Regions from separate parts of the Danio rerio genome. Here region 2 is linked to region 1. Evidence: chromatin contacts called from public Hi-C data. All regions are on one chromosome and are shown on one strand. The core of a region is the stretch at or near the end of the contact, and the rest is flanking DNA. Distances in the headings are between cores, read along the strand shown.

Evidence for each region. Hi-C and Micro-C count contacts between places; a contact is called where the count stands out from the background.
Region 2: a Hi-C map of hematopoietic stem cells shows a contact between it and region 1, with 3 times the contacts expected there. The contact joins the promoter of cybc1 here to the promoter of csnk1db in region 1. A contact is called at or near these places in 2 of 18 Hi-C or Micro-C datasets (hematopoietic stem cells and an unstated tissue) and 1 of 4 datasets of contacts at active chromatin or transcription factors (gastrula embryo).

What each region holds. Positions count from the first base shown.
Region 1 is chr12:35,228,231-35,232,997 of GRCz12tu, reverse strand. csnk1db (casein kinase 1, delta b) reads right to left here and starts at 2,740. Exons shown (of 10, transcript NM_213250.1): 1 at 2,293-2,740. The coding sequence starts at 2,368.
Region 2 is chr12:35,367,037-35,371,803 of GRCz12tu, reverse strand. It overlaps cybc1 (cytochrome b-245 chaperone 1), which reads left to right and starts at 2,431. Exons shown (of 7, transcript NM_001002669.1): 1 at 2,431-2,531; 2 at 2,768-2,855; 3 at 2,938-2,979; 4 at 3,089-3,162. The coding sequence starts at 2,768. narf (nuclear prelamin A recognition factor) reads right to left here and starts at 1,114. Exons shown (of 12, transcript NM_001002342.1): 1 at 866-1,114; 2 at 315-385. The coding sequence starts at 371.

The sequences.
Region 1 (4,767 bases), core at 1,491-3,990:
GATGGAGTTTTACAGTCTCAACACACTCCCCAAGCCCTGTTCTCATACACTTACAGACTGAAACAATCCCACCTATGCTGAAAAGCTTTGGGATAAAGGTCTCACCACACTTTAAGGTGATCAACATCTCTTTGCAAACACTGTCAAAACAAAGGCTGATTGCATTTGAGCTTGACATCTGGAGGTACTTTAATCGGTAAACATTCTGTTGATTGGTTTCAACCCAATTAAGATGAACAATGTTAATAAGGATAAGGCTAAAATGTGCATGTTTTCCTTGAATGCCTAAATTTACAGTAGGGCTGAAGGTTTTGCTTTAAATAAATACAAAATAAACATGATGAAGATGCGTCCATATCAAAACAAAATAACAAAAGTGTCTTCTATAAATTTTTGTTGACCTAAATATGCTTGTTACTATAACACTAAAGGGTTGCACGGTTTACCGGTACTATGGTAGTATGGAGATACCATGGCTCCAAAATACTGGGGATGCCACTGTAGTTTGTAAACGATAGTATCGTCATTAACCGTCTATCTAAAATACAAGATACAGAAAACATGGATACAATTTTTGACCATTACATGAGGCCTAATTTGGTTGGAAAAATTCTCTTTTTGTAACAAATTTGTATAATTGTATAACAATTTGTATCTTTATTTTAGTGTATTTTTGTTAGTCATCTACATAATAAACAAAAAGAATGAATACATTTTAGGTGAAGTGACATGCAAATGCTTTTTCTAATAAAAGGGAATTATTAATTACATTCAAGTGGGCATATTATAACATAAAATATAGTATTTCTGTCAATTTTCTTTATTTGATAAATTGAGTTATGATTTAGAGAATCACAATACCACTTGGTATCCCGATACTTCAGCTGGTATTAGGCATGGGACAATAACCATTTTCAAGGTATACTGTGTTTTGGAAAAGTCAAGGTTTTAAAACCGATAAAAAAAAAAAAATTCTGTTATACCATTCATAAGGTACGTGTACGATTTTTTATTTACATTTATTTTTTGCTTGTTTTTTTTTGGACAACAATATCTTCAGCAGAAAAAATATCCAAAGATGTCATTTTAAATTGTAAAGACATTTCATTTTTTTTTCTGTTTTTGAAACTAATGAAGACAGCTAAAGCTAATGATTCATTTGAATTATTTAGCCTGACATGTTTACAGCTCTAAAATATTATAAATGTTTAAAAAAAAATTAAATATAGTGTTTACAAAGGGAAAAAAGTTTGTTTATTACCCAGAGATTTCAAAAAGAACATATTTTAGAGCAGTAATAACAATACCTTGATATTTATATCCAAGGTTATCATACCGTCAAGAATCATATACCAACCCATGCCTAGCTGGTAACGTATAGTATCGTAACACGTATTTTAATGGTATCGCGACAACTCTACACGGAATGAAAATTTATTGATCATCTTCTGTAAATGAAGTTTAAAATAATGTCATTATTGTGCTCTCAAAAGTATAGAAGACAACTGAGAAATAAAACTCATAAATGTGGGATATAAACTAATTAAATCTTATCTTTATTTTTTGTGATACTGATGCTTTCAAGCATGAAAGCCATTTAGCATGTAAATAAAGAGTTCTTTAGGTTCCTGACTGTTGCTCCATGAAAGATCCATCAGTCAAAATGGTTTCATTAAATGCACCATGACCCTGTGATCAAGACAACTAGACAGCATGAATCCTACAGATCTCTGATAGTATGATCATAACAACTGCATCGACCAGTCTTGGTTGAATATCCATTAGAGGCTGAATCACCAAGTCAGGTTTGGCCTTTAGGGTGGTTCAGGTTTTCAGTAAAACCTGTGTGGACAGGTAAGATTCATTCAGAGTTTACACACAAGGGAGGTCCCGTTTGGAAATGAACACCCAGTGAAATAACTCGATGTAACGTTACATCAATTATTGTGATGTGTCATATCTCTCACATCAAAGTTTGATGTCAAAACCATAATATAACGGTCAAATGTAAAACCATGAAGTGTCAAACATTCACTAACGTTATATGAGCTTCTTTCAAATGGACGTTAAGTTTATGAACCCCAAAACTTCTTAAACTCTGAAATACGTTCTTGTCAGGGTTATAAAACACGATTGTTTATACTAGACAAACTATAACGGGTCAATATTTGGAAATACGGCTGTGACAGTTACAGCTGGTAAATAGATATAAAACATTACAGCATATTAGCCGTGTCGTATTATTGACAGTTTTATGACAACATTTGTATGAGTGTTTTGGTTCATACGTACCTAAATAAATGTCACCAAACGATCCACTTCCAATTTTTCTGCCCAGTCTGTATCTGTTTCCAACTCGTAGCTCCATTGCTGTTTATCGGTTTCCGCCGAGCGAGTCGCTGGATTGAATATCAAGGTAATTTCTATTTAACCAGACGATGTCAGCACTTAAATTCGACTTTACACAAACAAATGTAACCCGTTATTTAACTGCTACAATCCTAAATATCTTTATGCGACCCCAACCCCCCCGAATCCCTGAGGAAAATCCGGATTCTTCTGACGGAGTTCACGTTTCACCATTCCTTTTTTAACGTTTCAAAGTCCGAAATGTCACAATTTTTAGATCAGGTGAAAGCTTAGACTCTGTAGATTATGCTCCCGTAGGTTTGGTCATCGTTTTCCCCAAGGATGGTGAAGATGGAGGTGGATTTTACAAGCGGACCCGCGTCGCAGGAGCTGTCACGGGCCTCGTATCTCCTGTGGTGAACACGAACGTAGCGCTGTGACGTCACTTCCCATTGGCAACGCCTCGCTCGCTTGGCACAGTCACGTGGGAGAAACGCTGGATAAGTTTCATTAGGTCAGTCTCATTAACTGTCTCGAACAACAATTAATTCATTATTTTTGGACATCTTTACATTAGTTAAATCTAATTTACTAATGTACCATGGGTGAGTACAGAACAATGATGCTGAGTTGTGTGAACGCGTATAGGTATAAACCAAAGACTGTGATAAATGTGAAGTAACTGGTATTTATTTTAATACATTCATGGATTTGTCACGCTAATTAGACAGTTTTGCACATTTAATTTATCTAACATGTACAATATTGTTGTAATATGTCCAAATCATTAAATCGATATACCAGTACAAAAATAATAAAAAGTAATCATAAAATAAAATCAAAGTCTATAAACTTGTATTTACCATATGCATTATATTGTGTATACATGTACTATTGGCATTAACCAGATAAAAACAAACAGAATTATAATAACAGAAAATTCCAAACTATTTAATTATTGGACTCAATAATAAACACCTAAAATTATTTTAATTAGCTTTCCACTCAGCTTACACCACGTTCCAGGAGGACCACCAACTTTGCACAATTTTCTAGTCCCCTTAACCAAACACACCTAATTCAGATCATTGGCTCATTAGCAGAGACTGAAAGATGTGTAATGGGTGTGACAGACAAAGGAGACATCCAAAACATGCAGTGTTGGTGGTCCACCAGCTGGTTGAGAAACACCAGCTTACATCATAAAGTTTTTTATTCTTCAAAACAAATGAAATACTACCACTACTAATAAAAATAATTATTAATACAATTATTTGTATTATTCAAAAAATAGATATTCGGCTTCACATAATTGGGTCAAACAAATGACCTAACCTAACAATACTCAATTTTATTTTAAACTTATAATTTAATATATAATAACCACTGTGAAATCTGCAGAAATGTAACTGTACATAAGGTAGTTTTTACACTAAGGGTCTGATAAAATTCTGAAATTATTTAAACTTTTTTCAATACATTATTTTCAAAGTATTTATAATGAGTTAAATAATAATAGATTAGATTAGATTCAACTTTATTGTGATTAGACATGTACCAGTACAGGGCAATGAAATGCAGTTTAGGGCTAACCAGGAGTGCAACAGCAGCAAGTGCAGGAAATAGGTACATTGCTCAGCATAATTGAGTACCCTTTATTTTAAAAATGAATATTTTTATCCATTTCTCAGTGAATATATGCAAGGTATTTTGGTGCATTTAAACAAAACAGATTTATTAAAGATATATTTATTAAAATAATATTTTAGTCACCTAACATATTTAGAAACTGAAAGATAACACAATTAGATTCTAGCAAAATATTGCAAATAAAATTACAAACAACAAAATATCAACTAAATATTTGAATATTTTGCTTCTCTTGATTTTTCCTTTTTTTAATTTTGTATTTAATTTTTTTTATAACATATAAATGTGGCTGTACTAGTTTTTGGACCCTTATAAGTTATTTTGTTAGATAAGCTCCAGATTTGGCTTCAGTGCTGACTAAACTAATGTATATACACAAATATAATATTGTATAGCTTCCTATAGAAAATATGAGTTTAAAAGATAGATTTGTGAGGGGTCTTATATATGCTGAGCACTGTGTAAGTTAAAAAGTGCAATTACAGAAAAACTATGGTGATATTTCAGATGGATGTACTATGAGCATTAAATACAGGTTGTATTAACTATGAAGAGATTTTCCATAAATTTACAATATGTACAGGTTGCTATTAATAAACAGAGTTATGCAGATAGATAAGAACATAATTAAAAGTGTATATACAGCGAGCATGTACAATTCAAGATGAATTAGTGCAGCGTAGTGCAATGAATATGTGCAATTTTAATTGTGCAAATATTGAATAATAATTAAATAATGCAGTATTTATGGGCATGTCAATAATAGTC
Region 2 (4,767 bases), core at 1,182-3,681, 140 kb before region 1:
TTTTGTAAATGTATTATTTTTGAGACTGATCTGGCTCCATAGAGCGATAAACGTAATAACATTGTAAAAAATGTTCCGTTTCTTGCAGACTGATTATTTGGCTTTAAAGACCTCAATGCAGATACAAGTGCTGGAAACATTGACTTAATTTTATAATCATTAAAGAAATGTAGTTTCAACTAGAAATGATCCTTAAAATTTGACCAAAGAAAAGAAGATCTTAGGCCTGAGGGTGAGTAGTTAAGACTTCATGGTGAATCATGGCTTTATTACATTATTAAAGAGTAGTGTGAAATAATAAATAAGAATATTACCTGTTTTGTGCAGTTCTCACACTTTTCTTTCTTCCGTCCAATTTTGACTTCAGACATTGTAATGGGAGACTCTGAAACATTCAGTGCCATAAATAATTCCTGTGAGTGAAAGTTAACAGACGCTTTCTGGTTTTATAGAGCATTATGGGTGTTATGTGACCCCAAAAACACATATTAATCATGAAGAGGGGGTTAGAATTAAAATAGAGTTACAGTAAAGCCAACTATAAACCTCAAATATTGACACAAGCACCAATTTAAAGGAAAGGTGATAATTTAAGGTTCCCATGATGTGCGCTATTCAGTTTCACCCAATTGCTGTTTTGGGGATTTTCATGCTTTTGTACATAATGACGGGTTTAGCAGTTGGATTACATTCATCTTCTCACCAAAGGGTGATATATAAATGACAGAGAACAAGAACTTCGGTTTCCTCAGATAACCCGTGGCATTTACACAACAACCTGTACCATAACCCAACACTGCAGAATCACTGAGAACTGAAATAAGCCACAAACAGTAACAAAACAGAAACAGGCCTCGTAACTCACGTTAAAAAAATCATATGAAGTCCTTATTGTTCAGGGGAAACCCAGAAGACACAGCAGAGCACAGCAGCAGGAACTTCTCCTCTCCTATTGACACTTAAAAGCTCGAGCTGGTCATCAGAGAACGGCGCACTGCGGTCATAAAACGCTAATGTTCCTCTGGTCAAACGTTTCACAACTCTGAATAATCCCAAAGGGCCACATTCTCGGTAGAAGGATCGCGTCTCGGCTTCGCACCAGCGTATCCGTCTCCATTGTCCTTTAGCGGTGTCCGATTCGTGAATGAATCGTCCTTATGAGTCGGATCTTATCAACCAAATCAACCGTTTGTGAGTCACCGACTCAGTGAATCACCGAATCGTCTCTTTCATAAACGATCAACTGTGAGCTCAGTCTTATGACTTCTTATGATGACTTATGACGCCTGGTTTGTCATAAATCGAAAAAATAATATAGATTAAATAATGAAAAACCTCCAATACTCGCTGTGATCCGGATTAGGGTTAACTATGCAGGTTAATAATGTTTAAATCGAAAATTGAGTAACTGAAAGACTGAATAACGTTTTCTTTTTAAAATGAGGCGATTTATTTTGCCTCAAAACATGAGCTGATTAAAAAAATTCAATAAGCATATTGTTCATATTTTAATAGTATCATTATACAATATGATTGATTACACAACGTTATAAATTTGTTATGACGTAAAAACCATTTGATTTGTTTCTTTGAATCGATTCTTAATATTTTTGGAAAGATTTGGAATTGTTTAATAACAAAAAAATGGAGCATAAGATAGAAATTAGTTTATTTGATGTATAGTCTTATTCTGATAATGAGAACTTGAATTGTAAAGGACAATACATTTTTAATTTGTTTATGTTATTAGGAAAATACCATATACATAAGAAAAAGTGGGCTCACTGTAAACCAAACCTTTCCCATTTTGTGAATGGCTTCAAGCCATATGCAAATCTTTTAGAATAACAAAACAAAAGATCTAATCCTCTAAATTTAATTTGATGTAAAATGTCTATTTTTTATTTTCTTTTTCAAAAACTATTTTAATATGTACCTTTAGTTCGTGTGGCATTGAATTAATTGAAAAAGAACCGATTCATAGAATCAAACTGTTTGAAAGAACCGGTTTGCAAGAATGACTCGCATGGATCGATACGCATGCGTGATTCAGCAACTCTGGTGTGAACTCCCCCTGGACCGACCAATGTCATGTAACCGCATATAAAATGATTTGATATAGTTAGAAGATTTGAGGACATAGAATTGGTGCTAAAACGGGTTGAATTAATAGCAATTTTCAACTTGCTTAATATAGTATTCAATCTATCGCTTAATTCGATGCTATGTTTTAGATTATGCACGTGCCACAACTCACGCTCTCTCTGAACTTACAATATATTCATAATCGTGTAGAGGAAGGAGGCGTCAAAATACAGAAGGCGGGTCCTTTAATAGGTTTATCCAATCGGAACGCAGGCGGAAGTTAACGTCATCAGAAGGCGGGGTTGAGTTCGTTTTGTGAGCTACACATTTTATTTCCTTAATCTGTTTTTCAAGAGTTTTCCGTTGCAAATGTCTACATTTAAGATTAAATAAATATTGAAATCAATTAGATTCATTTATTTAAAGAGAGAAAGCAAAGCAACGAGGTAAGTGATGTCAGATACTTTCACGTGCTGTCAGTTAATAACAGGAGATCTGTGATCACGTTAGGGTGTTGTCTTTGTGCTTGTTATTAATATTTCATATTCTGTAACTCACTGTTCATGATACACTTTTGTGTTTTGTTTACTAAGCCTGTTCTAGCATGTTATGATTATTGTGATGCTACAGGAAATGCCCAAAAGCACCTATTATTAACATCTTTGTGTTTGTGTTCTAACAGATGGGCTATATGATTGTAGAAAAACACACATCTGAGCTTCTTCATTTGAAGAGATCTCCTGGAATCAGATCTTGGTCCATCCTTGTTGGTATGAGAAAACTGAAAACTGAATTATGTAGAGTTGAACGTGCAAATATCTTTAAACGTCTCCCTCCTTCCTCTTTTGACAGGAATAGCTTCAGTTGGACTGGCAGCAGCCTATTACAGCTCTGGTGAGAAGCGTTTCCTCAATGTGTGATTACCCTGGAAGTGAATAAAGCAGAAATAGGAAGAATTATTGTTGATCTGTGCTGCTCATTTATCTGTTTCCTTTTGTTGTAGACAGCATATTGTGGAAGATGTTCTACGTGACGGGCTGCTTTTTTGTAGCCTTGCAGAATATGGAGGAATGGGAGGTGGGGAGTTGTTTTATACATGCTTTATCCATCTTTATATTTGAAATTTACTCACTGGCCACTTTATTAGGTGCACCTGTCCTATACCGAGATTTAGACCGCTTGTTTGAATGGCTTTAAAGGGTTAGTTATATTATGTTATGAATTACTCGCATTTGAGTCATTCTAATGCCACAATTTAATTGAACGCAAATGAAGGTTGCACGGTAGCACTGTCGCCTTACAGCAAGAAGATCGCTGGTTTGAGTCCCGGCTGGGTCTGTTGGCATTTCTGTATGGAGTAAGCATGTTCTCTCCGTGTTGGTATGGGTTTCCCCCGGGTGCGCCCCCACAATCCAAAGTCATGTGCTATAGGTGAATTGGATATTAGTGTATGAGAGTGTATAGGTGTTTCCCATTACTGGGTTGCGACTTAAAGGGCATCCGCTATGTAAAACATATGCTGGAATAGTTGGTGGTTCATTCCGCTGTGGCGACCTCTGATAAATTGGAGACTAAGCCGAAGGAAATTGAACACAAATGAAGATGTTTTAGATGAAACTAACGGCACACTCATCCTCCATAGATGTTCAACAAGATGTTCAAAGTCTAGAAAAGGAGCCAAAAACATGGTCCAAACATTCCATGTCACTTCAGTGGTTCAACTGTAATCATATGAAGCTCCAAAAACACTTTTGCATAACAAAAGACTAAATAAAAACAGTTTGCAAATAACTTCTCTTATGTGTCAGGTTAGCAGGGTGTGCGTTTATGACTCCATTAGAGTTAGCAGCGCAACATGCAAGAATAGTATTGACTGTAGTAAACGCACACCATAATCTGATACAGAAGACATTGGTTGTTTTTCATTTTTTTTCTTTCATTTCTGGGCGCACTAACCCTTTAATTCTTCTCAGAATAGATCCATGCTATCATGTTATTTATTCCAAATTTTTATTTTAAAAAGGGTGAACTGTCCCTTTAAATCAACCCCAATTCCTCAGTTTGAGCTTCAGCAGATCATTTGAATATTTGTCATTTTATGTTCAATTAAAACGAGAGTAAATAGACTGGGGGGTGGCACGTTCTTCAAACTTGTGGTTTTATATCAAGAAAGAGTTGTATGCTTGTGCTATATCAGCAGCACTAATACTCATCTGGAAGGCACAGATCAAAACAAAAAAGCAAGATTGGCAACCGTTCACTCCACAGTAACCGCCTCAAATCTCAGAGATCTGACATGCTCCAAGAATGGCAACCAAATATTAGAAAATTTGACCACTGAACCTCGAAGACTTTGTTTAATTTAACAAAAATAAGGCGTCTTTAATCGACTGAGTATGGGATGGGGGTGGAGGAGATTTCCACTGCAACAAAATGCACCACCTAGCTAATAATGATAGAAAAGTTATTAGTTCAGAAAAATAAAACGGTAACTCGCAGTCAGGGGAAAGAACTCCAAACAGGCTAATTAATTAATGGAGAGGGATCAAATATAATAGATGTAATTGCTGAAAATGAATCAAAAACAGACTTCCAAAAGGAAACAAAGCTGGACAGGTCCAAAACATGTGAACTAGATTTGCAGGTTCAGCATGAGATTTGTCATAGGTTGTATCAGTGTTT